4 separate regions of the Mus musculus genome follow, and all the other regions are linked to region 2. Evidence: chromatin contacts called from public HiChIP or PLAC-seq and promoter capture Hi-C data. All regions are on one chromosome and are shown on one strand. The core of a region is the stretch at or near the end of the contact, and the rest is flanking DNA. Distances in the headings are between cores, read along the strand shown. Region 1 overlaps Pde1a (phosphodiesterase 1A, calmodulin-dependent). Region 2 holds the start of Dnajc10 (DnaJ heat shock protein family (Hsp40) member C10). Region 3 holds the start of Dusp19 (dual specificity phosphatase 19). Region 4 holds the start of Nckap1 (NCK-associated protein 1).

Region 1 (7,420 bases), core at 1,230-3,729, 450 kb after region 2:
AAAATTTTCAGGAATAGCAAGGGAATTAAATTTAAAGGAAAGCAATAGATCTCCCTGACCAGGGACCCATGTTACAGCCCAGAGTCTCTTGATGTCTTCTGAAGGAAGGGGAGGCCAGGTTCTAAGGGATATACTTACAGCAGCTCTATATTCTGATTGCTAGATTAGACCACATGGTCATTCTCCTACCACGTAGCCCACTTCCTAGAATGCTTCTGATGGAATAGAAACTATTCTAGCTTTGACTATTGTTAGGGAAGTGGAATCCTATCATTATCTTTAGAGGGCTATAGATGTAACAGGATGCAGGTGGCAGTCTATGGTTGTTAGATGAACTGTATAAAGAGGGATATGTGTATGCACGGAGCATACAAGGAGCTAGACTGCCAAGAGCAGTACTGACAAGAGGGATGTGTAACACAACCAGCTGAGTCCCAGGTTACTAAACTATTTCCTATGCTTGCCCATCTCTGATAATATTCCGACAGCCAGCCTCCCCCTTACGGAACCATGTGATGTATGAATCTGTATCCCTTCTCCAGACATGGGCTCTGGTGTAGCTATTACAGAGCTTCAGGACAGTAGGAAAGTGGCTGGCTATAACCCTTTCCCCTCCCAGACAACTTCCAAACACTGTTCAGCCAATAAAACAGCATCTGGTGTTTATCACCATTCAGAAAGTGTGGATGTTGTAAACTCAGAATCTCATCAAGCAAGCTGGGCTGATTCGGTGGCTAGTGGCTCTGATACACATTCCTCTTAGTGAAAGAGGTACGGACTCACTGGACAGTCTACCTGCTCTAGTGAGTTAAAAGTCTAGGGGAACAGTTAACTTCACTTTGAATTCAAGTATTAAGATACAAGATTATTGTAGGATTTTTTGTAAATTTTGAGATGTGTCCCAACATATACTTGAGAAGTGTCAAGCATATACGACTTTGGGCAAGCATTCAATGGATAATTTGCATGTATGTCACTTCCAGACCCTTCTTTTCTTGTATTTAGATGTTAGTATCTATTTCCAGTGGGTTCAAGGCAGAAGCTCCTAATAGCTCTTGGGGCCACAAGGTTTTGCAGTCCCAGAGCTTAAAATGGTTATTGTTTTTAATCCCCCTTTCCTCACTACTAAGAAGCAAACACATCCATGGTCAGGGCTCTGCTCTTTGCCTGTCACTCTCCATCTTGATGAGCACTTTAAATCTAAGTCAGCACTCAATGCTGACATCTCAAAGTGGTGGGATTAGTGCTGTCGCCTGGAGATTGTAGTGTCCTCTCTGCTGGCTCGGCAGCATATGCCCACACTTTGTGAACGAATGCTTTACATCCAGAGAATAATAAACAGCAATTTGAAATAAGGATGTGCTGATAAATCACTCTGATGCAGTCAGGAAAAAAAATAGGATAAAATAAAAGTGGCTGTCCTTCTGTGGCCTGAGGGTTGGGGACTTTTAATTATCTGGTCTTCTTAGAGTTTAGATAGAATTTATTTTTTTCTGGTGTGCATAACATTCAACAACCAAAAACCAAACGAAGACCATTCATAAGAGTAATGTCCTCTCACTGAGAAGAAAAGACATTCTTTTTTTTTCCTTTTTCCAATTTTTTATTAGGTATTTTCTTCATTTACATTTAAAATGCTATCCCGAAAGTTCCCTATACCCCCCCCCCCCACTCCCCTACTCACTCACTCCCACTTCTTGGCCCTTGCGTTCCCCTGTACTGGGGCATATAATGTTTGCAAGACCAAGGGGCCTCTCTTTCCAATGATGGCCAACTAGGCCATCTTCTGCTACATATGCAACTAGAGACACGAGCTCTGGGGGTACTGGTTAGTTCATATTGATGTTCCACCTATAGGGTTGCAGACCCCTTCAGCTCTTGGGTGCTTTCTCTAGCTCCTCCATTGGGGGCCCTAAGAAAAGACATTCTTGATCATTAGAACTGGCTCAAGAGCTAGGACAGCATAAGGCGTAAAATGTCAGATAGGAAAGATCACATCCTTGGGCTAAGGAAGTCTAGTTTATCAGCTCTCACTACTGAATGCATTATTACCCAAAGTAGCTGCCTCTGAAGGTTGTTACTGTCCACAGCTTAGCCAGTTCTCTAGTGAGCACTTGTTTTTCTGCATGTGTACCAGAAAGTCCTCACTGTGGCTTACCGTGTGGTTTAGGAAACTGTGATTCTTGATTGGATCTCCCATTCTGTGTGCTTTGCTTTTTTAGGTTTCATTGATTTCATAGTGGAGCCAACGTTTTCTCTCCTGACGGACTCAACAGAGAAAATTGTCATTCCTCTTATAGAGGAAGCTTCAAAGTCACAGTCTTCAAACTACGGGGCAAGCAGGTATAATAGGTCTTCGTTTGCATATATTAAAGGTTTTACCCAGTAATTATTCTTTTCCTCAAAGGTAGGCCTGCAGTTCTTGCAGTAATTATTAGGTAGTACTGCCATCTAGTGTCTATATACTGTAGTGCACTCCCTTTGCAACTGATCATGGTCCACAAATGGTGTATGGATGGGAGGGGAGGTGGGAGGAAGGAACTGGGAGGAGTGAGTAGAAGCCACATCATAGTCAGAATACACTCCATGTGGGAAAGAGGACGGGGGTTGTGTTAAGCACCTGCCACGTGTTACATCTGGGCCCATGTGACTGTTGTTTAATGGGTCTATAAACCTGTCTCGTATGGTCTCTTGACCTAGTTGTCTTTTTTTTTTTTTTTTTTTCGTTGTCAATGGTAGCTCGTCCACCATGATTGGGTTCCATGTTGCTGACTCTCTGAGGCGGTCAAATACAAAAGGCTCCGTGTGTGATGGGAGCTATGCCCCAGACTACTCGCTCTCAGCTGTGGATCTGAAGAGTTTCAAAAACAACCTGGTGGACATCATTCAGCAGAACAAAGAGAGGTGGAAAGAGTTGGCTGCCCAAGGTACAGTTGTTGATGATGCTACCATTAAGGAGTCGCTAATTCCTTAATAATTTGTGCTTTCTTCCACTTGATGTGCTTCTTTTATAAAACACACAAACTCTTGCTGGTTTCTGAAATTGATCATTCATGAGACAGTTGGTCCCATTGCTAGCTAAGAAAGGATACTCCTGCTTATGTCACTTGAGCTGCAGATGTGTGTGCTGATGGATGGTGGCCATGCAGATGTGAAATAAGGGATAGTAACATGATGACAAACTCTGTAAGAACCCCTGTGCTTTGTCACTGGTACTTGCAAGCCTGTGCCAGCACCAAGCAAAGCCACTAGCTCTTGCTGTATCTATCTGAGTGTCTAGCATTTTAGTCAAAAGTAAAAGTTTGGGGCTGGAAAGATGGCTTTGTAGTTAAGAGTACTTGCTGCTCTTGCTGAGGCCCCAGATTTTGTTCCAAGCACCCATGATAAGCACCAGCCCCAGGATCTCTCTTGGTCCCTGTAGACAACTGCAGATACATTTACACACACACACACACACACACACACACACACACACACACACGCGCGCGCGCGCGCGCGCGTAATTGCAGTGGATAATTTTAAATGAATAAAAGCATTATGAACTATTGGGTATCCAGAGTAGAAACCACTGTGTGCATTGGCTGTTAAAGGTACTGTGGTTTCATAATGAGAGGAAACTGAGTAGACCTGCTTCAGTCTTCAGGAAGGTCAGTGATGCTAAACATGAGCAGGAGTGTAGTTGAAATAGGGATGTGCAGAAAGCCTTCACAAAGAAAGTGATGGTGTAGATAAATAGAAGAGGATAGGGGAAAGAGGGCTAGGGAGCAGCCTGCCATGGAAGATCAGACCTTTTCCAACAGATGCATGGAATAGCCATGTACAAACTAGGAGTTTTAGCTTGCCTCCCACACAAGAAACAGGGAAGCCTGTGAAAAAGGGGAGAAAGGGGGCAGGTTGGAACTCTGCAGGCATAGTGTAGGGGAATGTAGTTCCAGATGTAGATGACCAGGCCATTTATTTGGTCCCCCAAAAGGAAAGCCAAATGTAGGGTTATCTCTCAGACGACATGTAAGTGATTTCAACTAACATCTAACAATGATTTCTCTGACTACATAGCAGAAAATGTTATTTCGTTTGGGTTGCAAAAATGTCACCCAGGTTCAGAAATGAGGCAGTTTTATGCCATCTAGGAGAAAGATGAAAGTGTAGACTAAACTCCAAACTGTGAAACAAAAGAGAGAGACCTGCACCAGTATGTGTGCAACAGCATGAGCAAGAAGTTAGACTTTAGATGTCTGAAAGGAGACTTTCTATGCATATGATGCTGGTTTCAATATGCTTAGTCTAGGGAGTGGCACTATTAGGAAGTATGGACTTGTTGGAGTGGGTGTGGTCTTGCTGGAGTAAGTGTGTCACTGTGGGAGTGGGTTTTGAAAGAGCTTCTTCCTAGCTGACTGTGGATGCCAGTCTCTCTCCTGGCTGCAGTCAGATCAAGATGTAGAACTCTCAGTTTCTCCTGCACCATATCTGCCTGGATTCTGGATACTCCCTGCCTTGATGATAATGGACTGATCCTCTGAACCTGCAAGCCAGCCCCAGTTAAATGTTGTCCTTTATACAAGTTGCCTTGGTCATGGTGTCTCATCACAGTAATGGAAACCCTAATTAAGACACATATTTATAAAATGCATAGGTGCTAAAGATGATCGTGATACGGAGTATACAATACATACATGTGTATGCATATGACTTTAAACATTGTAAACTCTACATCCCTCCTTGTATCAAATCCTGTCTGTTCTCCTTCCAACACATCCTAAATCTGACCTCTTCATGCTTATTCTCTTGTATGCATGGAATCTATATGTACGTATATAACATACACACATAATTGTATGTTGGGTTTTCTACTGCTATGATTAAACACTGTGATTGAGACAACTTATAAAAGAAGGCTTTGATTTGGTTTATAGTTTCAGAGGTTAGAGTTCACAAAGGAACAGTTGAAAGCTCACATCTTGATCTATAACCATAAACAGAGAGAGGGCAGTGGGAATTGTGTGGGCTTTTGAGACTTCAAATCTCACTCCAGGGAGACATCTCTTCTGACAAGCCTACACCTCCTAGTCCTTTCTAAACAGGTTCACCAACATGGGACCAAGAATATGAGATGTTCTCACTTATATGAATATGTCTCACAATAACAAATGAAAATAGGAAACATGAAAACAGAAAGATGTCTGCTCGATAGTCAGTAACTGTCAGTTTATATGGCCATGCTAATCTGCTATGGACTACCAAACAACCTTCAGTCCCTGAAGTGAGAGTGTGTTTCTTATCTGAGATGGGATGCAAACATGAAGGTGATACAGTGTCTACTGAAGCTATATGAGAATCCCAAGGTGTCACCACCATCTCAGCACTCCTCACACCCGAGCTCATCTTCAGATGTGCAGAGCATCGTGCTAATCATTGTCAGGGGAAAGGTGTAAATCCTTTGTCCCACTGTGTGAAGAAAGCTCACTGTAATAAAGTGAGTTTGTAGTTAAAATGCTCCCTAAAAGAGCACTTTCACTCAGGAGAGCCTTCTCCAAGGGAGCTGAATATAACTGTCTAGAATTGGTGTATGTAGATTTTGTTTGATACCAGGCTTTTAAAAATACAAATGCTTTCTAATATTCTAGAATGTCCAGTTTGGGTTAGATTTATTCATCTAGACTGAAGAATATGTCCTTACCATCAATCTGTTATTTCTTAGGCCTCTATCTTTTCTCCACTATTCAGTAGTTAACAGGTTTCAGGAAGATATGTTACAATTCTTGCAGTGAGGTGGGCATTTGAAAACAGCAAGAAGAGTATGTATGAATTTTGTATCCCACTACCTTGCTAGATATTTTGTCAGAGGTAGGAGAAGCGTTTATGACCCTTAATGGGTAAAAGTCCTATCGATTTCTTCCTGTCCTAATTGTATCGCCTTTATCTCCTTCTCATGTCTAATAGGTCTAGCTGAGATTGTATTTTATTTTTCAAGACAGGGTTTCTCTGTATAGCCCTGGCTGTCCTGGAACTCACTTTGTAGACCAGGCTGGCCTCGAACTCAGAAATCTGCCTGCTTCTGCCCCCTGAGTGCTGGGATTAAAGGTGTGCGCCACCACGTCAGGCTTGAGATTGTATTTAACTGGAGTGGAAATTATTGTCTTATTTCTGATTTTACCAGAAACATTTCAATGTTTTTCATCATTGAACATAGTGTTGGCTGGAGGCTCACAGTATGTTGCCTTTTGGGGGGACTGTGATATATTCTCTGTATCTGGAGGTCATCCAGGACTTTTATCATGAAGGTTAGAGGATTTACTCTAAGACCTTTTCTGTATATAATGTGAGGATCGTGTGGTTTCTGTCTTTGAGTCTGATAATGTGGTAGATTGTATTTACTGATTTATACTCGTTGAAATATCCCTGCCTCACTGAGATGAAGCCAATTTGATTGTGATAGATGGTATTTTTGATGTGTTCTTGAATTTGGTTTAATTGTATTTTGTTGAGTTTTAGCATCCATATTCATCAGGGATATTGATCTATAGTTTTATTTTTATGTGTGTCTTTGTCTGGTTTAGGTATAAGTGTACTGCTGGTTTCATAAAAACAAACACGAACTAACTAATTAAACTTTCCCCACTTCTCTTCTATGGAATAGTTTAAGAGTCAATGGCCTTAATTATTTTTTAAGGGATAGTCTACATAAGTGACCTGACTTCATTCAATAAAATGTACATTTTTCTATTTGCTGAAATTAACCAATGGATGCCAAAAGGAAAGATAAATACATGCAATGTTTCTTATTATTTCTTCTACATCTGAATTTGTGTGCTTTCTGACAATTTGAGGATAGTTTTCCTCTAATTTTACATTATGAATATGAACAATAGTTACAAGATTTTATAGCAGTTTATGTACCCCCAGAAACCTGTTGAGTTAGAATGTGGGGAATAGACATTGAGGAAGAGGTAGGTAGGATAGAGGCTACAATGTTGATTGAGGGATTGGTGACTAGATCCCAGTGACTAGACCATTTACAAGTACATTAGAAATTTGTCAACTTTGTACCTTAGAGAAGACTAAACACTAGACACACACACACACACACACACACACACACACACACACACACACACACACACGTATGTTTATTTATGTGTACATGTATATATATGTACTCTCATTTTTGTTCTCTTTAAGAAACCCTTAGGTTTACACTGAACATTCTGTTTATTTCTTTTCCCCCTCTGTGTCAAATGTCCTTTATCAATCAGACCAATCTAGTACTGCCTCAATTTTAATTCAAGCAAGAAAAACCCCCTGCTTCCAACAAGGCCTTGCTACCACTCAGCAATGAGTTCATGGGTAGATTAGAGTATCGTTTGGCCAATTATTGAAATTTTCTCAGTAGACTGATCAGTGTATAACATTAGAACTGTTG
Region 2 (7,705 bases), core at 2,879-5,378:
GTTTAATCTGACCAATATACCCTCATGTATGTATAGTATTTTCTGAATTCTAACCCACTTACCTTTCAACTCAGCTTGAGAGTACATTAGAAAACACTAATCACAGTAACATATATGAAATGTACAAACTAAATAGTAGAACAAAACTCACTTTTCTTTCACTCATACTAAGAAAGACTTGAGGTGGGGAGACAGCCTGGTGGGAGAGCATAAAGTCCCAGCACGGGTGAGGGAGGAGACAACTGAGACTGCAGGAGTAACATCACCTTACCGAAATCGTAACGGTAGTAGCTCCAGCTCTCATACTGGCCTCCTTGATTATCTTCAAGTCCCTTTTCTCCATATTTGTCATACTTTTTCCGTAGATCTTCATCTTTGAGTACTTCATATGCTCTATTTATTTTTAAAAAATCACCATGTGCATTTGGGTTATTCTGTTAAAAAATATTAGATGCAATAGTTACTTCAAATGCACAATTTGAATCTTTTCAGAAACACAGCTTTAATTGATTCCAGCGATCCCTGAATACTAGATATCAGCAGAAAAAGCAGGGCAAGGCAACAGACCAAGAATCATCAAGAAGAACTAAGGAAGTCCTTCTAAGGAAGCAGAGTGTCCAAATGGGGAAAGTGTGAGTCTCGGCAACACAGTTTCTCATGTCTATATAAAGTATCCAAATAAGATCAATGGGTAAAGAGCAGTAATTCTCTTGTAACAAATGCTGAAAGAAAAAAATGCAACTAATAAAACCTAAGGGACCTTGAAGCCTTTACTCCAAACTGTGTTACTTCTGTAACAATAGTAATGTTCTCTGGTGAGATTCAACATAAAGTGTAGTTTTGTCTGTCTGTCTGTCTTTCTTTTTTCTTTCTTTTTCTGTGTGGTTTTTACGAGACAGGATTCTCTGTGTAGCCCTAGCTGTCCTGGAACTCACTCTGTAGACCAGGCTGGCCTCGAACTCAGAAATCCGCCTGCCACTGCCTCCCAAGTGCTGGGATTAAAGGCATGCGCCACCACTGCCCGGCAAGTGTATTTTTAATGAGTCAAGTTTATTAATTAAGAAATAATACCAAGATAGCAATTCCAAACTGGACTGAAAAATGTAACTTCTTCACTGTTTCACAGATTCGGCTTCTGGAAATCACACTTGGAAATTTTAAGACAAAAACTTGTAAAACAACAAGAACAAATATTTAAATATAATACAGATCTGTGGGAAAGATAATTAACTAAGAGTTTATAATGTAGTTATTATGTAATTGAACAAAATAATTTCATTTATAAATTTCTACTTCAGAAATTATCTCCATCATGTCCTCTCATATGATAAGCTAAAAATTAATGAAAAAAAAAACTTTAAATTTTAAAAAACCATAACATTCAAAATCAATCTGTTTTTAAAGATTCTTGGGTAGACAATCAAATAGTTACAACTGGAAATCCCTTTGGAGCTGTCAAGGTTTCATTTATAAGTTTTTAAGTCGGAAGCTGGAGCCGGGCATGGAACAAGAGAGAAAGTTAGAGCACGCTGTGACTAGTGACTGCTGTCACATCTGCAGGACACTTGAATTCTGAGGGCAGATTTGTCTCTATGGGTTCATCACCCACTTGAGTGTGAACACCACTTCACAGACAAGACTTGGGGGTTAGTGTCTCTACTTCTGCTGTAAATCAGTTTACAGAGAAGAGGTAACTATGTATCTGATGCCAACAAAATCATTGTACTTGGCTTCTCCTGGTTTTACTTTAACAGATGAACTGGGTTTCAGGTGGTGGGGATCGAACCCCTGAGTCGTGTGCCTGCTGTGTAAGGGCGCTACTTCTGAATTACATCTACAGTTCCCAAATTACAATTTCCGACAGTATGCTTAAGCATTTCACTGATTTAAAAAGAGTGAAAACCCGCTTTTCCCAGAGGGTTGTACTTTTTTACATAACCGTTTAAGCACATCAGTATAAATATCCCGATATTTAAAAGAGAAAGTTTGCCTACCGGGTTTTTATCAGGATGTAACTTCAGTGCTAATTTCTTAAAGGCTTGTCTTATTTCTCTACTGCTTGCAGTTTTCGACACTCCAAGTAAACTGTAAAAATTCTGATCTGTGCCCACCACAACGACCACGTACAGTATCAGAAGACAGAGACTGATCCTCTTCAAGTCTCTGATAAAGTCATCTTTGTTTAACCAGACTCCCATTCTCTTTCTTATGAAAGTTCTGACTTATGTGAACATTAAGATACAATGCTGGGTCCGGTGGTTAAAATAGACACACGTGAGAATCTCTGTCCACATAACTTCAAGGGTCAATCAAGCATCTCGGGAACACAGCTCAGAAATGTTAACCTAAAGAGAGCAAACCAGGCAGTTAAAATACTTTTCAGACTTAACATTTATAGCATGATTTGTCAAGCGACACAGCCAGTAATACAGTTTCCACACTGAAGGTCACATCCCTGTGAATAGCTTTGAACCCCTATTCTCCAGGACCCTCCCTTGCCCCTGTATTCAGGTAGGCATGTTTGTAAAATCACTGATAGCAGGAAAAAGGTAATGAGTAGTAGTAGCTAGCTAGCTTTCAAGAAAAACACAGGCACACATATGCGAGAGAAAGAGAGAGAGAGAGAGAGAGAGAGAGAGAGAGAGAGAGATGGGGGAGGGAGGGAGGGACAGAGACAGAGATACTGAGAGAGACAGGGACAGAGACACAAAGGCTCTGGTCAATATGATGCTACCAGGATAAGACTCAGCAGTATTTCTTTTCTCTCCCAGCACGCTGCCCTTTCTAATACCTCCTCCCTTTCAGCTCCTTCCACGCCTGGAAAGCTTATCAAGTTCCTTTTTTAAATCTAATCTCATTTGTAGAGAATGCCTTCGAGGGAAAAACAAGGAAGCATGAAGCTTTTCCAAGAGGGTTGTACTTTTTTACATAACCGTTTAAGAACATCAGTATAAAAATAGATAACTTAAAAAAGCAGGCCACACAAGTTCTCTAAAGTGTTAGCACCAAGAGAAGATATTTTATAATAATTGCAAATCAATGCAATTTCACTGTAAAGCTCCTGTCTGGAGTAAAAACTAGGAAAACAAAGAGCACCAGGCATTGCTTGAGGGTAAAACCCTAACATTTAACCTTACAGCTAAACTAGTCCTCTTTAATATCTTCAAATGCTTTGGGGGAAAAAAAAAAGATCTAACTTCCCTAACCTCCTCAGTTTCAGCTCTCTTCCCTTAAGTCCGGATATGTTTCTAAGTATTTCTCCTTACCTGGGAACAGGCCTCACCTCACGTCTAACTCCCTTTTTTCACCCGCCTCCCCTAATAGCCCTTTGTAAAATATACTGACAGTAAAACAGAAATACCCAGACTGACAACCATCAGGAAGGAAAACAAATGAAGAACAAATCTCAACAAAGGCGACTTTGGGATAAGGTGTCCCTCGGCTTAGGGTGGGTTCAGGCAAAGCCTGGGAATAACTGAACAGCCTGGGGCCAGTGAGGCTGCAGGTAAACGCAGTGTTAATGAGGGATGCTGCCACCGCTCCAGAGCGGGATCGGGGAGAGGCGAAAGACAGAGGGTACGGGGCTGGCAAGGGTGCGCCTTGAGGTCCCAGGTCGGACCAGGGAGAGAGACCCCGAGTTAGAAAGTGCGAGCAGAAGGGGGCTCGCAGAGGTGGGGTGGAGGGGGCCGTGAAAACCCGGCGCAATGGGGGCACCGAGGCGGTGGGATGGGTCTGGCGTCCTCCCTCCCTGATGCCCCCGCAGTGCGTGGAGCCCGGCCCGCGCCCACCTCGGCGTCCTCAGCTACTGCCCCATCCTCAGGTCGCCGAGCTCCGGACCCGGCAGGACCGGACGCTGCCTGCGAACGCGCGCAGCAGCAATTCTGCCGCTCCCGTCGCGCCGGCGGGGCGGGGCCTGGCGCGGGGCATTGTGGGAAAGGCGTGGGCGAAGGCCGACGGGTGGCCAGCAGGGAGGGACGGGTGGGACCGCCGAGGCTGACGTGGCCTTCTGTGTGGCTGCGGCGGTGGCTGCGGGTCCCGCTCCTAGCCAGAGATAGGGAAGCATCCCGCAGCGCGGCCCACAGGCATCTTGCGGCCGTAGTCAACCGCTGGCGGAAGGAAGGGTGTGAAGCCCGCCTTTTCCGGTCCCGTTGCCAGGGCGACGGGAAAACCCGGGTGGAGAGATCCGGCTCTCTGGAGGTTTGGTTAAAGGGTGGGTATCCTTGAAAGGGCAGATTTGGCAGAAAGTGGAGAACTTGTCTGAATTGACCCCGTTGCCAGGGACCGGACAGAATAATTAAAGTTTTCTAGAAATAAAATTGTTTACAACTTTTATGTATCAACAAATATGAAGCGTTCTACAGGATTTCTGGATTTGTGAATCTGCCTTCTGATCCTCTCCTTTACTGGATTTGTTACAGAAACTGCAGTGTTTGAGTCATGACACTTTGACCGTTGAAGTAGACACATTAAAGTCCCTGAAAGAGGAAGTGATGGAAGCTGGTGGTAGTGATTTGAAATAAGTAGAAATTGATAGTGAGTCTTTGGGTAGTTAACCAGATGTCAGTTAATAATTTTATGGCTGTAGGACCTGTTGCTAAACCAACATATTGTAGGAAAGAAGCGGAAGTATAACGAACAAAGGCAGAAATATCAGAAAGAGCCTGAAGTAGCAGCTGTTAACCTGTACCAGGAACTGGCCGAAGTACACACGCGTTAACTCAGCCCTAAAATATTCTCGGGAGATACAGCTGATTATCATACACATGTCAAAATGGAAAATAAATGGGTAACTAAAAATTGAGGAAAATAAGATTAACACTTAAACAACCTAGTTCATTATGCCACGGTGATCCAAAACTCCTTAGAAAAAAATCTAAAAGCAAAACAGAGAACTGAAGAATCAAGTGGAAACTAATAGGTTTTTGTTACCATAGTGAATACATTTCAACTTATATTTTTAGATGGTAAGGAAGCTTCTTAAAGCTTTATTGTAAAGGACTGGAGTTGCATCTTACATAGTTTGCAACTCCTGAAGGGAGGATTCAAAGGAGATGCTTAGGAAAGGAAAAGCAGAGAAAACACAGACACACAGGCAGCATGCCACAAGTAATTTAAAGCAGTGTGTAAAACATTTTCTCTTCTCTGGGATATGTACTGGTGGGTAACAAGAGCAAAGACTTTCTGCTCCTAATAAATTGGATGATAGAGGGACACATTAGCCTGTTAGTTATTCAAATATATCTGTAATTAGGAAGGAAAAAATATGAAACACAGATCACAGTAAGACCAAAAGGTAGAAACGACCATCCAACAGCTTTCAGCTCATTTTAAGAGGTTTTATGGCTCAGTGGTTAAGATTACTGGCTGCTCTTCCAGAAGACAGAGTTCAATTCCCAACACCCACATGGCAGCCCACAACTATCTGTAACAGCAGTTCCAGAGGCTCTGGCACTCTTGCACAGACATGTAGGCAGAACACCAATGTGCATAAAAATAAACAAATCTTTAAAAATAAACTTAAAAGTCCTCCCCCTTTTCAATGGGAAGCTGAAGAAGAGTTTTAAGTGATGAAATGTTTTATGTAAGGATGACTTTGCTTAATTTGAAATGATCTTAAAGTTACAAGGAATTAAATGTTGTAGTACAAAAAAATTGTTTTTCTCAAAAGTTTGGGAGTAAGTTGACTTCTCCCATGACCCCCCCCACCCCCCAAAACTAGTGTGTGTTTTTTTCACAGATGGGATGCTTTCTTTTAAAAGTACAACCTTCGAATATGGGAAGTTTCTGTGAACACATTATCAGTGTCTAGTCCACAAATGTCAGATTCCGGTTTTTCCAATTATCAGTAAGACTTCCCAGTATGAGGATCTAGTAAGGAGCTATTTTTCTTTTTTTCTGTTTAGCACAATCGTGTTTTAGACTTCCTTAATGAGAAATGTTTATCCAGTTTTCCCAGATTTCAAGGTCTTAAACTTGTATAGAATTCAGGCCAGTTGTGTTATAGATACTATAGATAGATCCTATTTTTATGTGACTGAGGATTCTTCATGATTTGATTTAGTTGTGTTCATTTGACAGACATGTAACAAATGGCATTGTATTCTCACTGTCTTATCTGATGGTCTCAAATTTTTGTTTCTCCCATTGTTGGTAGTGGTAAATAACTTGAATAGGAGGATTTTTGTGATTTTTTTCCATGTAAGTTACATTTTACTTTTAATAAGATGTCCTTTGTAGGGAGCTACTTGGAGAAATAAATTCTTCTTGTTAAGCTTTCGATTTATTTATTGTATTTTTGTGGATTCATAGATTCCTGTTTTATAAAATTGATCAAACCTGTTACTCTCTTTTACTTAGAAATTTAAGTAGTTTTATATCTGGCCAGTTGAAACTCTTAAAAAATTTTTTTTGTGCCATCTTGCCAATCTTACCATTCTCTAAGCTTAGATGCTTTTGTACACAGTAGGATTTTCTAGGGTCATTCTGGGCTCTTCCTGCTTTGGTACTGACAGGAGCTGTTTCTCCAAGAAGTCTTGATTACTTTGAAGATGATATTTGATTACAAGATCTAAGGCTTGCTCCTTAGTACTGTAGCACTCATTGCTTCTTAGTGGAGAGGCAGTGACCATATGTTCACACACATATATTCATGGTTATGTTTACAAAACTATTAGAGGCCATATGTTCATATACACAAATATTCATGTTTGTGTGCATAAAATTATCATGTTACACCAATACTTCCAATGCTCAATGCATTTCTATGTGATACAGAATGTATTCATTCTATATAATTTTTCCCTTTGCAAATCTGTAGCCTTTTTTTGCTGATGGTGAAAGCATGTTTTCCCTTGTTCTTGAGATCTCTACTCATTTGCTTCTCCATGTTACACATTTCCCACTACTCTTTTTGGCCCTCCCTTCTTATAACCAGCTTGGAATCCCTACTACATTCTGATTGACTCCCTTGACAGATGTTCTACTCAATCCATTCAGGTCTAACCTGGGTTAGGCTACAATTTCACAATGACACTTTCTTCACAAGAGGGATACTTCCTTTTAATTTTTAGTTCCATCTGGGGAACTAAGTATCACTCAAGATTCAGTATGTTTCTTCTGTAGACATTTTTTGTGTACAATAGAAAGTATACAGTAGAAAGAAATAAAGTGTATTTGACATTATCTTTTATTGTTATACTAATCGCAACCTATTGCAAGAACATCTTATTGGCTGGTCTACAGTACTGATTCTTTGAGATAAGAAGTTGGGTTTTATTTCTTCCCCCAATGCCTCATTAGAAGAGAACTTGGCATGTATTCAACACATGCATTAGGGTGGAATGAAGAATCAATATTTGGTTTGTATGAAGAGGAAGAGAAGTCTTTTGTTCCAAAAGCTACTGTTTGAGGCTGGGCAAAGCTCACATTCACAGGGCAAAAAATAAATGATAAATGAGCGGTAGAAACAGTATGGTCCATATGGTGAATTTTAGGGTGACATGCTCAGATAATTAGAGGAAAGTATGCGTGATTCTAGTAGAAAGAGTTCCTTAAAGTATTTGAACGTTCAGACATTGGGTACATTCTGGAGTCATTATGCCTATTCCTTCCTCTCACAGGGAGACTTTGAATGACTTATCCAAAGTCATTCAAAAGGATGGAATTGGAGTGCAGTCAATATCTTCTGCATTCTTAGTGTAAAATG
Region 3 (7,510 bases), core at 3,760-6,259, 300 kb before region 2:
CATCTCTAGCTCAAGCATTTCCCACAGTCTATTTCCCATGCGGCTTCTAATGAGAAATCTTTTTTGGAAGCCAATGTAATCCTGCTATTTCCCTAGATAAAACCTCTCATTGGATTTCTGCCATGTTTTGGATCACTTCCAGACAACTTGCACTGGTTTTACATGGCCCTCCATACTCTTTTTTTACGCTTACCTCTCTCACTCATTATCTTCGCTCTCACATCATTTTCTGAGCTGTTTCTGTCCCTGAAAATGTCAGCCTTTTTCTTTTCTAGCTCTGGGGTGTCTACACACCCCATCTCTTCCATCTGAGTCCTAAGATGCCTGTTCCTTTCTCAACCCCTCTCAGAGCAAAACTGAAGCATCACCTCCTCCAAGAAGCATTTCCCGAGCCCCCAAGCCCCAAACTAAATAAGACAAACCTGGGTTAAAGGCACCATCACTCTGCACTCAACCACACAATGCCCGGCTGTACACCTTTGGCTTCTTCTTGGGTCCACTCAGTGCATAAGAACCCCAAACCACTTAACATGAGTTGACAACAGCAAATAGCTAAAAATTACTCTGAAGAAATACTGAAAATGAGCAATAAATCCTATTGGCTGTGTGAAGCGAGGTCGTCAGAAGCAGTGTCCATGAGACTGGAATATGAGCCAGGAGCGAGAATAGGTAGATCTGTGACAAGCAGACATGAGGGAAAATCTGACATGAGGGAAAGCAGAGGCAAGAAATAAGCCCTGCCAGAGTCCAGTTCATGAGGGCATGAAGGAATCTGAGAAGAACACAAAACTGAAAGGATGAATTACAGTCCTATATATTTAAAATAGATGCAATTATTTCAGCAATGCTACTAAAAGGATACCCCAAGTGATACAGATCAATCCAAATTATGCAAAAGTGAGGGATACAATCCTTCCCATAGAAGAATGGACATCTTCCTGTATGTGATGCCAGAGTTGAAATATCCATTTTCTTCATTTACCTTATGCTTTCTCAGTAGCTCCAGGTCATGAGCAGCATCCTGTGACCCTGAGGAAATAAATCATATTACCTTGAACATAAGTACAGTTATGGGAACTTTCTGTAATGATTCTCTTAAAAATCACAACAGAGGTGGGCTAGAGAGTCGGCTCAGTGGTTAAGAGCCCTGACTGCTCTTCCAGCGGTCCTGAGTTCAATTCCCAGCAACCACATGGTGGCTCACAACCATCTGTAATAGGATCTGATGCCCTCTTCTGGTGTGTCTGAAGACAGCTACAGTGTACTCATATAAATAAAATAAGTGAATAAAAAAATGTAAAAAAAAAAAAAAATCACAACAGAGGGGGTAAAAATGATTATGGGAAGAAACCAGCTTTGGGAAGGGAAATTTGGTAATATTCATCGTGGAAAATTATCTTTTATAATCTATGGACTTTCCCATTTTGAATAATTTACACTAAAGTCATAGGTGCTGCAGTGATTACCTCTCAGGATGTTCAACATATAACAAATAAAAACAAAACCAGCAAGCAAAACAACTCCTAGTCCAACAGAGGTGCTCAGAATTTAAAGATTACCATAGTGAGATCTGTCCCGCAATATGTACCACTGGAAACAAACATTAAAATAGGTAACACATGGCGATCATGTTCTCAATATATTAGGAAATAGAATTGCTTCAGGGGCTTGGGAAATGGCTCAGCGGGAAAAGTACTTTACTAACACAGGACCTGAGTTTAGATCCGTAATACACACATAAGCTCCAGGCATGCTGTGAAATAAACAATAGAAAATAAAAATATGTATTGCTGAATAACAAAGTACACCGAACAAAACACTAAACGCAGGGTTACAATAAATAGCCCTTTCTTTTATAAAAGAAAAAGAAAAAGGGTATTAAGGAAATCAGACACCCACAGAGTTCAGGGCAGCAGGAGAGGGAACACTCAGTAGCTTTGAGGTTCATGGGCTCCCACCCACACACTGTGTGCCGCTAGTGCTGTGCCTTTCACCGGCTCTTTCTATTGAAAATGGTTCTCTACTCTCCCACATTTGGAGACTGGCTCTAGTTAATAAGCAAACAATTAGCTGGGCGGTGGTGGTGCACGCCTTTAATCCCAGCACTTGGTTGGGAGGCAGAGGCAGGTGGATTTCTGAGTTCGAGGCCAGCCTGGTCTACAAAGTGAGTTCCAGGACAGCCAGGGCTATACAGAGAAACCCTGTCTCAAAAAACAAAAACAAAAAGCAAACAAACAAACAAATAAAAAAAGCAAAGAATGAATGACAGAGTATAGCAGGTTTCCCAAATGATCAAATAGGACATTCGCAATAAAGGATTTCGAGAATTTTACTTTTCTGTGGCTCCATTTCCATAAACAATGCTCTTTTCCATCCCCTTCCATATCTAGGAATCAGCCAGCTTCTCTCACATGATAACCAAGAGGTCACAAGCACACAGTGATTCCAAGCTGAGAGGCTCCTTACTAAACCTGGTCAGCAGAATGTGTGTTCTGCTTCTGTCTACTTGGAAGCTGGACTTCCAAAATATGAGCATTTGGTAAATATGTGTGGTGGGTACAGAAACTCTGTTCTCTCACCATCCTGTGACTTTTATCAATTGGAAATACTTCATGACTAAAAAGGTGATTCTCGGTTTTAACTGTGTTGGGATGGGTAAACAGGTTCAGATACATTAATTTTAGTTTAGTAGTTAATATATCTTTAAACTAATTATTCTATTCTGTTTCTATTTTAAAATAATAAAAAATTGTAACATAACTTAAATGAAATTATTTCCCTTTTCACCCTACACTGACTGCCTTGGTAATTCTCTCTCTGTGTCCCTGTCTCTGTCTCTGTCTCTGTCTCTGTCTCTGTCTCTCTCTCTCTCCATATCTGAAGCAGACAGGTCAGGTCGACTATAGTTGCTTTACTTTCTAAGTGACTTCCAAATTAAGACAATATTGATATAAACATAAATGCTGTGTATTAGGTGTGCTTGTGGCGTTGAAGCAAGTACTCTATCACTGACTCTCACTATGTTGCTCAATCCGACCTCACTCTGGAGCCCAGGCAGGCCTTGAACTAGTTACTATCCTCTCTCAGCTTCTGAGACAGCTCTAATTGCAGCCAATTAAGATTCTTTTTTTTTAAAAGTATTTGCTAATTTATTCACTTACTTTTTTTTCTGTTTATTGTGTACATAAGAGAGAGAAAGACAAAGAGGGGGTGAGAGGGAGAGAGAAAGACAGACAAAGGACAGACAGAGATAGAGTTGGTGATCAATTGTGGAGGTCAGAAAACGCTTGGGGGGGTTGCAAAGTATGAATATAAATAATCTCATTCTTAGATGAAGACATAAGATCTGAACTAGCCAGCTCAGCCAAAAGTCACTTCACTTTCTGCTTTTCATTGGTTAGAAGATGGTATTTTTCTTTTCTCTAAACTGCAAATTTTATCTGGTCCTATTCATTGAGTCAATCTAGAGAAAATGTATGTGACAGTTCTTAGGATACATGGTGGGACTTGAGTTTTGCCAAAAGAAAAAAAAAAATCACAATGCCAAAACAACCTTATAGGATGTCCCTTCAGTGAAAGCAGACAGGAGCTGGGGAGGTGTAGTGCCATGCACACACACACTACACGCGCATACACTTATGCACACATGCACACAAAATAAACAAACTAAAAAATAATGTAAGCAGATGGGTTTTTGCAGTTTTGAGAGGATAAATGAATTGGAACACCTAATGTAAGTCCAGCCTTAAACAACATAGTACTATGATGGTGTGCAAGAGTCAGTCAGACTTAGACCTAATCCCCTTGGACATCTCTGCTATTTACTGAATCTATTGCCTGTGCAAATTACTTAACCAATATTAATGCCAATTCCTGTTTGTAATATAAAGATAATCCCTATTTGAAGATCTTTAAAACAATTATATGCTGTGTATAGTTCATATTGTGGGTGTGTCTAACTCCTGGTTCTGTGTCCAAGTGTTAATTTCTCATTCATAAATGCACACCAATGCAGACTTATGGAACAGGCTGGTTTCTACAGAACACCATCCCAGATCAACAAGGTAACAAGTGAGTTCTCTTACAAGCTTGTTTCTTTTGTTATCTGTGGGCGATGCTTGTATACGAACTCAGTATTTCCATAGCACAAGAAATAAGACCATCGGGTTCATAGCTATGAAGCAGAAGCCCTGTGTTTAACACCCAAAGACAGGCACCACGAGCAGATGCAGCCACAGGAAGGACGTGTGCCCTCAACATCCCTTCAACAGCCAAGGAGCCACTTGCTTTTTGCATTTTTTTTAAAGGATATAGTCTTTTCTATAATACAAGAAAATACAACATCCCATTATCTTTTAAAGAAAGTTAGAAAAACAGAGGAACATTTCTTCTAAAACTCAATCATCAGGTGTCAAAGTGCTACTATGTTTTCAGAAGAAGGTTGTGCGGGCAGACACGTCCCTATTTTGTTCCTAACCTAAAAAAGTAAACATTTCAACTGTACATCAGGATAGCTGATATTATTGTGCATAGGGAATTAGTGTGCATAGGGGAAGCTGATGGCAAAGGAACCCAGCCTAGGACTCCACAAGGAAGTGGCGAGTCAGTCTACTCACCCAGAAGCAACCAGGGCTTAATAACGCCAACTTGCAGGTCCAAGGTAAGGTCCTGCACATAGCCACAACCACCCCCACCGCTGGGCTCTGTCTCCACAACATGAACTGTGGCATCTTCCCAGGTTTCTATAAGTTTCTTTCCAGTTAGCGTGGTCACCCTGGTGCACTGCTTCCTGAGATTATCCCGGGAGAATGCTTTGATTTCTTGGTTCAGGGAGTGCATTACATGAGCGGAGAAGGAAAAGCAGCAAGCTCAAGAAAAAAGAAATAAAAAACAAAACAAAAAAGGCACTGCACTGCTAGTCAGTCACTAGCCACTTACTGGAGCTGGCCCCTGCAGTGACAACCTCACCCCTTCCAGAGAAGAGCACAGCCCAGGCCTGCTTCCCGAGCACCGTTGTAAGGTGAGAGCTGATTGGCTGCTAAGAAACGGGCGCCGATTGGATGCCGTTTCTCATCTGACGGAAGTTGGGGGTCTTCCGGATCTATTCAGATGCTTTTTTATCTGGGCGTGTCTTCCTTCACTCTTGGTTTTTTAATCTTAGCTTAGTTTTGGACCCGGGGAGCGGGAGTGGGGGTGGGGGAATATTCATTGCTAAGACTCATTTGGAGAGAGCTGATGTCTCGTTTTTTCTGGAAGTGTTAGACTGGTTACGGAGATGACAGCAGCTGACCTCACGGCCTTTTCCCACCCCAGTGTGAGTCTCCTGTGGCTCACTCACAAAAGCCTAAGGCCCCAGGGGCTGCCCCTCGTTTCCTCTGCCTTCACTTTTTTCTCTGCCGTTAGTTCTAGAAGAAACATTGACTAGATAGAACCACTGAGTCTGCTAGTGAGGCTCCAACTGAATAGAATCTACATTAAAAAGTTGTTTTAAGTATATGTTTCTACAGACTAGCAAGGGTTAAAATATATGTGTATTCCTTCTTTTCAACGCCTTATACAGAGTAAATGGTAATAAGTCTATACGTAGTTGGGAAAAGCATAAACATTTACCAAACAGATGAATAGAATGACGATTCTGCTTACAAAAGACGATTGCTTTTTGCAAACGGGGACTGCAAGATTTCAACTGAAATTTTCCTTATTAACCCTTAATAAAATGGAATTTTAAGATCATTTAAGTACAGTGCATAACGTTAAGATTTAGAAAAATGTATTCTTCAGCACTGCATACAAACATTTTGTTGCTTTCGAAACAAAGTTTATGGGCTGAATTTTTGTGCCCCTTCAAAATGAGTTGGAATTATGAGTCCAAGTGTTCAAATATTTGGAGCGAGGACCTCTGGGAAATAATTAGTATTATATTAAGACATACGACAAGGTTAATGGCTTCATGAAAACTGTACTAGATGAAGCAAGATTAAGGAAGGATGTTGGGAGAAGTGGGTGTCAAGGAAGAGGAACAAACACACCAGGAGCCTTGCTTAGGCCAGCACCTTGATTTTGGACTTCTAGGCCTCCAAACCACAAGAAGTAAATTTTTCTTGCTTAAGCTACACAGTTTGTAGTTTTTGTTATGGACACCTGAGATATGAGCCAAAGTTTTTCTCCTTCAAATGGAGTTATCTGCCCACAATATCTACTGGGGATTCCAAAGTGAACTGTAAATTGTTTGCTTCATTTAGTTGACCACAGGCTCCTCAGAAACAGCTCTAACTATAAATCAATCCATGTATCTAACAATGAGCACTTAACTATATACCCAGCACTCTACTAACAAATTTCACATACTTAATGATATGCACTCGGCATATAACAATACTTTAGACATTATGTCATTTTACTTTACCACAAACTATATATATAGTTTACAACTGGAGAAACATGGTTTCTTTACTATGGAATGCTGCACTGCCCTCAAAATTACAGTAACTGTATTAACAAATATTAATTGAACTGGGTGCTGCATGGATTAAATACAGTAATAATTAACTCTGATTAATGCTGATTAATAATTAATAATGTATCAGCATCACATTAAAAAGAGAAATAAGCTGGGCAGTGGTGGCACACATCTTTAATCCCTGCAGTGAGAAGACAGAGGCAGGTGGATCTCTATAGTTCCAGAACAGCCAGAGATACACAGAGAAACCCTGTCTCACAAAAACAAAAACAAAAACAAAAACAAAAACAAAAACAAATAAAGGTACTTCCCTTTAGGGTCCATTGAACCAAGAGTGAGTCCAGATTTGAAATGTACGTCATACCCTCTATGGCTTCCTTCCTCTGTCTGTTGTATGAGTCTGAATCTGTGCCTGACTGGAGGCTGTCTTGCCACTCTGTCCCTGTCCTTGTATCTGTCCCAGTATCTGTATATCTGTATCTGTCTCTGTGTATCTGTATCTGTACTTGTACCTGTGTCTCTGACTGTCGTTGTGTGCCTATCTGTTGCCTGACTGTGTGTTTCATCTCTGTGTGTGTCTGTGTCTTTCAAGCAGCACTGAAAGCATCGCCTAAGGAAGGAATGACATACTTCATAGAAATCTCTAGTAGAGGTTTACAAGCAAATCAGTCATTGGCTCCAACTGACCCAGATAGTACTACAAATATTATCAGTCAATATACAAATGCATCTTCAACATATATGTTGGATATTCATTTTTATAATATTGATTTTAACCTCTGCATTTGCTGCTTTCAGCAAATGATACACATTATTATGGGCTAGGGCCATAGAATAATATTAATTTTAATAATTATATAATTTTAGATTGCAGCTATACATTACATTAGGTTTTAAAGGTAATTACATGGGGGATCCCAGGCAAGTAAGGTTGATAGTTACATTGCTTTATTTTTCTTTGTTTTGTTTTGTCTTTCCAGACAGGACTTCCCTGTGTATCCCTGTCTGTTTAATCCCCCCTGCCTCCGGAGTGGGGGGATTAAAGGTGTG
Region 4 (7,456 bases), core at 481-2,980, 270 kb before region 2:
CTGGCTGTCCCCAATCCCTCACAGCAGCGTTTCCTTCTCAGTGTCCTCTTAATTGTCTCAGACTTCAGCCCCCAGCCTCCGGTAAACTTAAATGCTAACTACCAGCTTATCAAGAAACCAAGTAAGTTAAATGCCTCAATTAGTCAATAACAGAACAAATAGCTCAATAGAGCTCAATAGAGCTAAATAGATGGTCTTTGAGATGAAAAGAGAGAGACGTGAACGGAGGGGGGGGTGGAGGTAGAGAAAGAATATACATTCAAGGTATGTAGCTCTATGTAGACTGCACACCGACAGATAAATGTTAAGATGTTTTTGGCAGGACTAGAACTTTTTTTGTTTTGAGACAGGATTTTTCTGTGTACCTCTGGCTGCCCACCTCTGCCCCCTGAGTGTCAGAAGTCTTTAGAGACAGAGTTTCTCTGTATAGTCCTGGCCTACCTCTGCCTCCCAAGTGCTGAGAAGAAAGGCATGTGCCACCATGCCCAGCCTTCACCAGGAGTATTAAACAGCCCTTAAGGAATTCTGTATACTCTCTGGTAGAGTTCTGGAAGACTAGGCGCTACAGTAGCTTTTTAAAATGTCTTAGAAACAATTTGTTACATTTCACTACAAAGTTGCTTTGGTGAATCCATTTTTTTTTTTTTTTTTTTTTTTGGTTTTTCAATACTGGTTTCTCTGTATAGTCCTGGCTGTCCTGGAACTCACTCTGTAGACCAGGCTGGCCTCGAACTCAGAAATCTGTCTGTCTCTGCCTCCCAAGTGCTGGGATTAAAGGTGTGCAACACCACTGTCCGCCTGTGAATCCATTTTCTTACTAACTTCAGAATGCCTTGTTATAGAAGGTGGTGGGTTGATTGATTTAAATTCATGAATACGATACACAATTAGACTATATTAGGTAAAGCCCCAAATATCCCAAGTCCCCTGGAGTGCAAGTTTTCATTGTAGTCATTCACATGGAGACACAATTTGTTCCAGTTTGAAACCCTGTGTGATGAGGAGTGGACACGGAGTGAGATGATGACAAACAATATTTGGTTGGTGATGGGGTGGAAAAGTAGAATTCCAGAAACGATTGGGATTTATGGTGGAGGCTGGGAGCGAACCCTCTTACTCGGAACAAAATTTGTTTTGTTTTTTATTTTGCTTTTTTATTTTGCTTACCACATGCCAGAGCCTATTCGTGTCTCCTCCGGATGGGTGCTGGTCCATGATAAGTCCCTTCATAATAATCTAAGGAACTCGAGCTGCCCTTACTTCCGACCTCCTTCCTCCGAAGCCAGCTGGAGGCGGGAGCGAGCACCGGGAGGTGGCGAGGCGCTGCCCGCCGTGCGGAGCACACATCTGCCGCGTTCTCCCTGGAGCGTCTGTCAAGGCGTGGGAGGAAAACAAGCTCGGAGCCGCCAGGCTCCTCTCGGGGCCAAAGTCTCCCGAAACACACCGTCCCCGTCCCCACGGCGGTGCGGGCCCTGGGGCGTGGGGAGCGGGGACAACTTCGGGGGAAGTCCAGGACCGCGGCTTGGGGGTCCCCGGAGCGGAGGAGGCGGGGCGGGGCGCTCCGGACCCCGGGCTCCGGCCGCAGTTCTCCCGGCGGCCTCGCGGGGGCGCCGGCGCGGCCGATCAGGTGACCGAGCGCCGGTCCCGGCTGCGGGAAGCCGACTCGTTCTCAGCCGCCGCCGCCGCCGCCACACCTAGCGGAGGAGCCGGGAAAGGCGGCCCGGGAGTGGGGGGTGTACTGGGGCGGAGAGCGCCGCGGGTGGAGGCGGAAGGGCGGCGGGCGGAAGCGAGCGCCGCGGCTGCTGTGTCACGGCGCGGGTGGGCGCACGGCATGGGCGCGCCGCGCTGAGGCGGAGGTCGCGGGCGGGCAGGCGGGCGGGCCTGAGGGAGGCGGCGAGCCGGGGAGTAGCGCGCCCGGCGGCGGTGGCGGCGGCGGCGGCCGCACCATGTCGCGCTCCGTGCTGCAGCCCAGTCAGCAGAAGCTGGCGGAGAAGCTCACCATCCTCAACGACCGGGGCGTCGGCATGCTCACGCGCCTCTACAACATCAAGAAGGTGCGCACGGGCCGGCGAGGCCGGGCGGGGTGCGGCGGGGGAAAAGGCCGCGGGCGCCAGCTCGGCCTGCTCGCGCGGGGCCTCCGGGATGCGCCGCGGCCTAGAGTGAGCCGCGGGGCGGGCAGGCGGGAGCCATTTCCCGGCTCCCGGCGGCGGGAACCGGCCGGGCCGCGCATGGCCGCCGCGGCGCTCTGGTTTGCGGGGAGGAAAGGAGGGCGCGCGGCCTTCCCGGGCTGCGGCGAACGGGCCCGGGGTTCTTGGCTTGCGAGTGTGGGAATGCGGCGATCGACCCTCTGGTCCCCACTTGGCCACTTGATTTTTCGTTCCCTGAATCAAGCCCCTCACCCCCACGACAGCGTGTTGACGTTTGGGATAATTTCATTTTGAAGATGGACCGGAGGGGGAAGTGAGGGTGGAACCGGTTTTCGTCTGAAATACTTGTAGGCTGTGAGTCACTAGAACAGGAATAACCACCTTTACTCCCTACTCCTCCTCATTTTAGTTTTCCCAACCCTATCTGATTAGCACCAAAGCACCATTCCTTAAAGTACAATGGCTGTATAAAATAAAGACCGAGTGTGCTCCCGTTGCTATCTCCTTCGCAACATAGTACGAGGATTTGAGCAACTAGACAGTGGACCCATTGAAAATCTGAGTGTCTTCAGATTAGGGAGTGGAAGGCTGTATCGAAGTGAAGAAAAGTAGATCTAAAGGTGGAAAAGGATTGCCATTAATTTACCTTAGAGGGAAACAACCTCAAATCCATTTATTTTAAGCCTCACTGAATTTGGTAAAGAGAAAAAGTTTCCTTTTGGTACACTTTATACCAGTCCATCCTTGCGGGGTTCTGTGTATCTGTGTCTTTTCTTTAATAATCTTGTTTATAAAATTATATATGTGTGTGTGTGTGTGTGTGTATCTATCTATCTATCTATATATCGTGAAATATACTTTTGACCATATCAAAAGGATATAGGTTGCTTGTGAGTATCCTGAAGATTCTTTTTAAAATTTAGAATCAAAGCATTCCAGTATAAACTTGTTTTATTCAGTTTATACAGTTAGCTTTTGACACTGCAATTCTGAAGCACACTCTCTAAATGAATAATAGTAAACGTTGGGAATGGGATAGCTGTGTTGTTCTGGTTACTCACTTGGCTTTAATGATTGTCTCTACACCCAGCACAGTTTGGAGCTAGGAAGAACCCATTGCGTTTGTGCCATGACCATGACATCCACCCCTTGATCGTAACTTCATGGGGGTTGGAAGAATTAAGCTTGTATACGTTGCAGTGATGAGAGCCTTTGAATTTCACTGCTTAAGAAATTTGGAAATTAAGTTCTATATGCGAAACCCCAGCAAGTCAAATGTTCCTAAAAGCTACCAGACCTGTGGTTTTGTGGTTAGAGGAAATGGTTATGATGGTTTCTAGAAGAGGAAGTGAGAGTAACCTTAAAAGTGATTTGAGTATTTGAGTAAAATACTGTCTTTAATTTGGCCAAGTCACTAAACATTTTTATAGTATAAGTATAAACAAACTTTGATACTTTAATTCCATGGGTAATAGTAAGTGGAATTCTAAGCATTTAAACTTCGGATTCCAGATCGCTGCCTTTTCTCAGTGTTTCTCACTTCCTGTTTTGAGAAACTTCATTCAGGCTCTTGTGTTGACTAGAATGGAAAATGCGTGAATGTGATTGACCTAATTGCCAAGCATTTGAGTTACAGAAATGCTGTATATTTCAGCACGTACATATTTTTTATAGCTTTTTGAAATATTTTTTGCCTCCTTGGCTTCTGGGTTCCTTATGGGAAGAGTAATATTGAGGGCATTATCTAGCTCACAAGGCTTTGATCAGAGCTGGCTGAAATTGACAGTGTTCATGTTAAATGCATCTGATGTTTATTTTGTGAGAGGAAGAGAGAGCAGATGTGTGTGGAGGTTAGAGGAGAGCTTGTGAGAACATTCTTATTCCACCTCAGAGGGTTCCTGGGACCATCAGGCTTAGCTGCAAGTGCCTTTCTGCTCTGAGCCATTTTGCTGGCCTTTTAGGTTGACTTTGAATCCTTTAGCCTGTGGAATTGCCAGCCTACCTCTTCCCAGCTGGCTACAGAGTGAAGCATTTGTTCAGATATCTTGCCAAAGAAGCAAGATCTGTTCCCCATGTGCGTATAAGGTTCATGTTATCTACGTTATTATGACAGTATAAATCACATAATCTTTCATTTACTTTTATTTTTTCTTTTAGATTTTAAAGCTTTATAAGCATGAGTGTTTGGAATGCATGTATCTCTGCAGCATGTGTGTGTGCCTGATGTGCACCAAGGCTAGGAGAAGGTATTAGATCCCCTAGAATGGAATTCAAATGGTGGTGAGCTTCTAAAGCTGGAATAAATGATCTTACACATAGTCCCATCTTTCCTAGTCTAACATCTCCCACTGTCTCAAGTCTTTCACAATCCTACTTAAACACTGCATTTTGTTAGCTAGCTTCACATCTCTCCCATTGAGATGAGAATGTCTCAACACTGGAATAATACACCTGGTACTCCAATGCTAGCGAAAACATTCAGTAGATGGATTAATAGGGAGGAAGCTGTCTCAACATTGACATTACCTAAAAGATTAGCTTATAAGGCCATTCTTTTAAGAGTTATTTGAAATTATCATATATACAGATATATTTACACATTAACAATTTAAGATTTATGAAGTTTGATATTATTAAAATACTACAGTTTTATACTTTAACTATGTAAGTAATATATACATGTAATCATATGTACAGATCTATTTACACATTAACAATTTAAATATTAAAATATTACAGTATTGTACTTTAACAAAGAATAGTTCATCATTGTCTAATTATTTGACAAATTAAGTCTAATTAAGTATACTAAAAAATATACAAGTATACCAAAACCTACAATATTGTTAAATTCTTAGAATCAACTCTTTTTTTTTTTTTTTTTTTTTTTTTTTTGGTTTTTCGAGACAGGGTTTCTCTGTGTAGCCCTGGCTGTCCTAGAACTCACTCTGTAGACCAGGCTGGCCTTGAACTTAGAAATCCGCCTGCCTCTGCCCCCCAAGTACTGGGATCAAAGGTGTGCGCTACCACTGCCGGACCAGTATCAACTCTTAAAATCTTAAGAGCTTACTATATTCACTAACAAATGCAATATTGAAAACAGTGGGTGAAAATTTTAGGTGTGTGGTTACTATTAATTGAACTATTACTTTACTATTAATGAAACAAACTTAGGTTAGTTGTGATTCCTGACTGCATTTCTTGTGCTGCAGGTTACATAGTCTTTCATTGTACAGGTTAATCTTTGATCTTGTGATGTCATACCCCAGATAGTGCTGGGAACCAAGTCCCAGAGCCTGGGCATGCTAGAAATGGACTACTGCCAAGCTAAGTTCCCAGCCTCACTGTTTGTCCTTCAAAATGAAAATTACAGAAGAAAATTTTTATCTCATTGGTTCTCTTCATTCTAATTTTATGTTTTAAGTATACTCCCCATTTTAAGCAAAATGCCCTATTTATTTCGGTTAGTTTTACTTATGCTCTTTTATCTTGTACACGTTAAAATGCACCAGGGACTAAACCTTAACCTTAACCATAGAGGGAGCTGAGGAGACCACGGCGGGGCTGGCTACACGGGCCTGAGAACTGAGTTTATACCCAGTGCTGACCTAAGATGCCAGGGTTTTGATCCCAGCCCCAGGGAGAGAGAGACAGGTGGATTCCTGGAGCTTGGTAGCCACCAGCCAGCCTAACCTAATAGGCCAGCCTGAACCTCCCCAGGTTCCTGTGAGAGACCATGTCTCCAAAAAAAAAGTAACTCCTGAGGAATGACACCAAGGGTGACCTCTGGCCGATATGTGTGCCTGCATGTGCACATACCTTCAATTAACCCACTAAAATTCCACAGGAAAAATAACTGTAATCTGCAATGTTGTTACAAAATATATCTTACTAAAGAAATTTGAGTTAAAATTTTAAATTCTTTCTCCTTTAATACATCACAAGTGCAAACAGAAATCTCCATTCATAATTACAGAAAACATGATGAAAATGATCTTTCCATCCAGGTCCATAGATTTCATCACAAGTAGTCCACAATAAAAAGGGAAATTATTCCTGTGCTAGTACATTTCTGTAAGATTACCACATATTAGTTTTAGTTACATATTCCTTTCAGATGTAAAAAGTGAATTGGATCTATTCATAGCCAGGTTTCTAAAGAAGCTACTATGCATATTTTAGAAGCAGTGAGTTGGCTCAGTGAGCAGAGGCATCATGACTTCAACCAGGCATGGTGACCTGAGAATAATCCTTAATATATGTATGTATATACACATACATACATATATGTACATATAACACACATATATATATAATAGCTGGGAAGTGGTGGTGAACACTCAGGAGATGAAGGCAGGCAGATCTCTGAGTTTGAGGCCAGCCTGGTCCATGCAAGTTCCAAGATAGCCAGGGCTGCACAGAAATCACTGTCTACAAACAAGGAGGAAGAAAAGAGGTGCACAGCTGTCTTCTGACCTCTACGTGTACTCCATGGCACATGTGAGCTTCGTCCCCCACCCCCTTACATACACAAAATAAATCAATTAGAAGGTTTTTGAAGTGGAGAGATGGCTCAGCAGTTATACGCACCAGCTACTCGTCCGTCCGGAGCGTCACGGTTTGTTACCAGCACCCACTTGGTAACGGACAACTGTTCTTAACGTCAGTTCCTGAGGATCTGACACTCTCTCTGGCCTCTAGCGGTCCCAGGCATGTCCGTAGTGCACAGGCAGGAATGGAAAATGATCAGTAGACCGATCAAAAAAAGATACGAAATATGTAATAAAATACCTTAGCTAATACCGTGAGTGTGTGTGTGTGTGTGTTGAAGGTCAGGGACATCTTGGGGGGTGGGGGGAGGTTCTTTTCATCCATCATGTGGGTGCTAGGAATTGAACTCTATACATCAGGTCTGGTGGCAAGAGTCTACCACCTGAGCCATCTCTCTAACCTTAGAATTTTTTTTTATGTGCATATAAATTATACTTCCCTGTACTTAGATTTTTCCTTTTCTAAGTCTTATGACATGTTTGTGGGTTGAGAATGACATTCTAGGTCAGGTTTTAGTACTAATTTGTTTTAACCTTGAACAAATTTGGCCTTGTAGGCTATCATTTATAAAGAGAGATTAGTAGTTCTTACCCACAATCGAGTTATCTTTTTTTTTTTCAGTACACACTAGAATTCTCTTGGAGAAAATGTTTGGATCTTGGCTTGACTCTAATGAGTTAGAAGTAGTTCTGATGCTAAGAGCCACGGATATAAGCAAATCGTGGTGCTGTCAATACCTATGGGGTTTTTCTTTTTTT

The links. HiChIP or PLAC-seq counts read pairs in DNA pulled down with a chosen protein or histone mark. Capture Hi-C pulls out chosen DNA fragments and counts their contacts.
Region 1: an H3K27ac HiChIP or PLAC-seq map of DN3 thymocytes shows a contact between it and region 2, with 9 times the contacts expected there. The contact joins the enhancer-like site here to the promoter of Dnajc10 in region 2. A contact is called at or near these places in 13 of 39 promoter capture datasets (the HPC-7 cell line, cancer-associated fibroblasts, cranial neural crest and 9 more), 3 of 484 Hi-C or Micro-C datasets (cardiomyocytes, cerebral cortex and cortical neurons) and 22 of 115 datasets of contacts at active chromatin or transcription factors (DN3 thymocytes, the NIH/3T3 cell line, bone marrow-derived macrophages and 15 more).
Region 3: a contact with region 2 is called in a promoter capture Hi-C map of liver. The contact joins the promoter of Dusp19 here to the promoter of Dnajc10 in region 2. A contact is called at or near these places in 9 of 39 promoter capture datasets (the C10 cell line, the HPC-7 cell line, cranial neural crest and 5 more), 4 of 484 Hi-C or Micro-C datasets (CD4 T cells, nephron progenitors, pre-B cells and 1 more), 4 of 115 datasets of contacts at active chromatin or transcription factors (bone marrow-derived macrophages, embryonic stem cells and thymic regulatory T cells) and 4 of 9 other capture datasets (adipose tissue, liver, macrophages and 1 more).
Region 4: a contact with region 2 is called in an H3K27ac HiChIP or PLAC-seq map of microglia, with 10 times the contacts expected there. The contact joins the promoter of Nckap1 here to the promoter of Dnajc10 in region 2. A contact is called at or near these places in 14 of 39 promoter capture datasets (the 3T3-L1 cell line, the C10 cell line, cranial neural crest and 9 more), 16 of 484 Hi-C or Micro-C datasets (CD4 T cells, CD8 T cells, LSK cells and 11 more), 13 of 115 datasets of contacts at active chromatin or transcription factors (CD8 T cells, the SCID.adh cell line, bone marrow-derived macrophages and 10 more) and 3 of 9 other capture datasets (adipose tissue, liver and pancreatic islet).

The regions. Positions count from the first base shown.
Region 1 is chr2:79,860,545-79,867,964 of GRCm38.p6, reverse strand. Pde1a (phosphodiesterase 1A, calmodulin-dependent) reads left to right here. Exons shown (of 16, transcript NM_001159582.1): 13 at 2,223-2,343; 14 at 2,740-2,927. Among named protein-coding and RNA genes, the nearest start is that of Ppp1r1c, 160 kb to the right of the region's middle. Within about 2 kb of position 2,479, at least 12 of the 459 cell types and tissues checked have an H3K27ac peak or open chromatin away from gene starts, as enhancers often do. A contact at or near this core is called in DN3 thymocytes, where this site is marked.
Region 2 is chr2:80,311,889-80,319,593 of GRCm38.p6, reverse strand. It overlaps Dnajc10 (DnaJ heat shock protein family (Hsp40) member C10), which reads right to left and starts at 4,128. Exons shown (of 23, transcript NM_024181.2): 1 at 3,789-4,128; 2 at 1,995-2,345; 3 at 272-434. The coding sequence starts at 2,198.
Region 3 is chr2:80,614,713-80,622,222 of GRCm38.p6, reverse strand. Dusp19 (dual specificity phosphatase 19) reads right to left here and starts at 5,009. Exons shown (of 4, transcript NM_024438.4): 1 at 4,617-5,009; 2 at 983-1,029. The coding sequence starts at 4,839.
Region 4 is chr2:80,575,456-80,582,911 of GRCm38.p6, reverse strand. Nckap1 (NCK-associated protein 1) reads left to right here and starts at 1,730. Exons shown (of 31, transcript NM_016965.3): 1 at 1,730-2,054. The coding sequence starts at 1,947. It also overlaps the pseudogene Gm13688.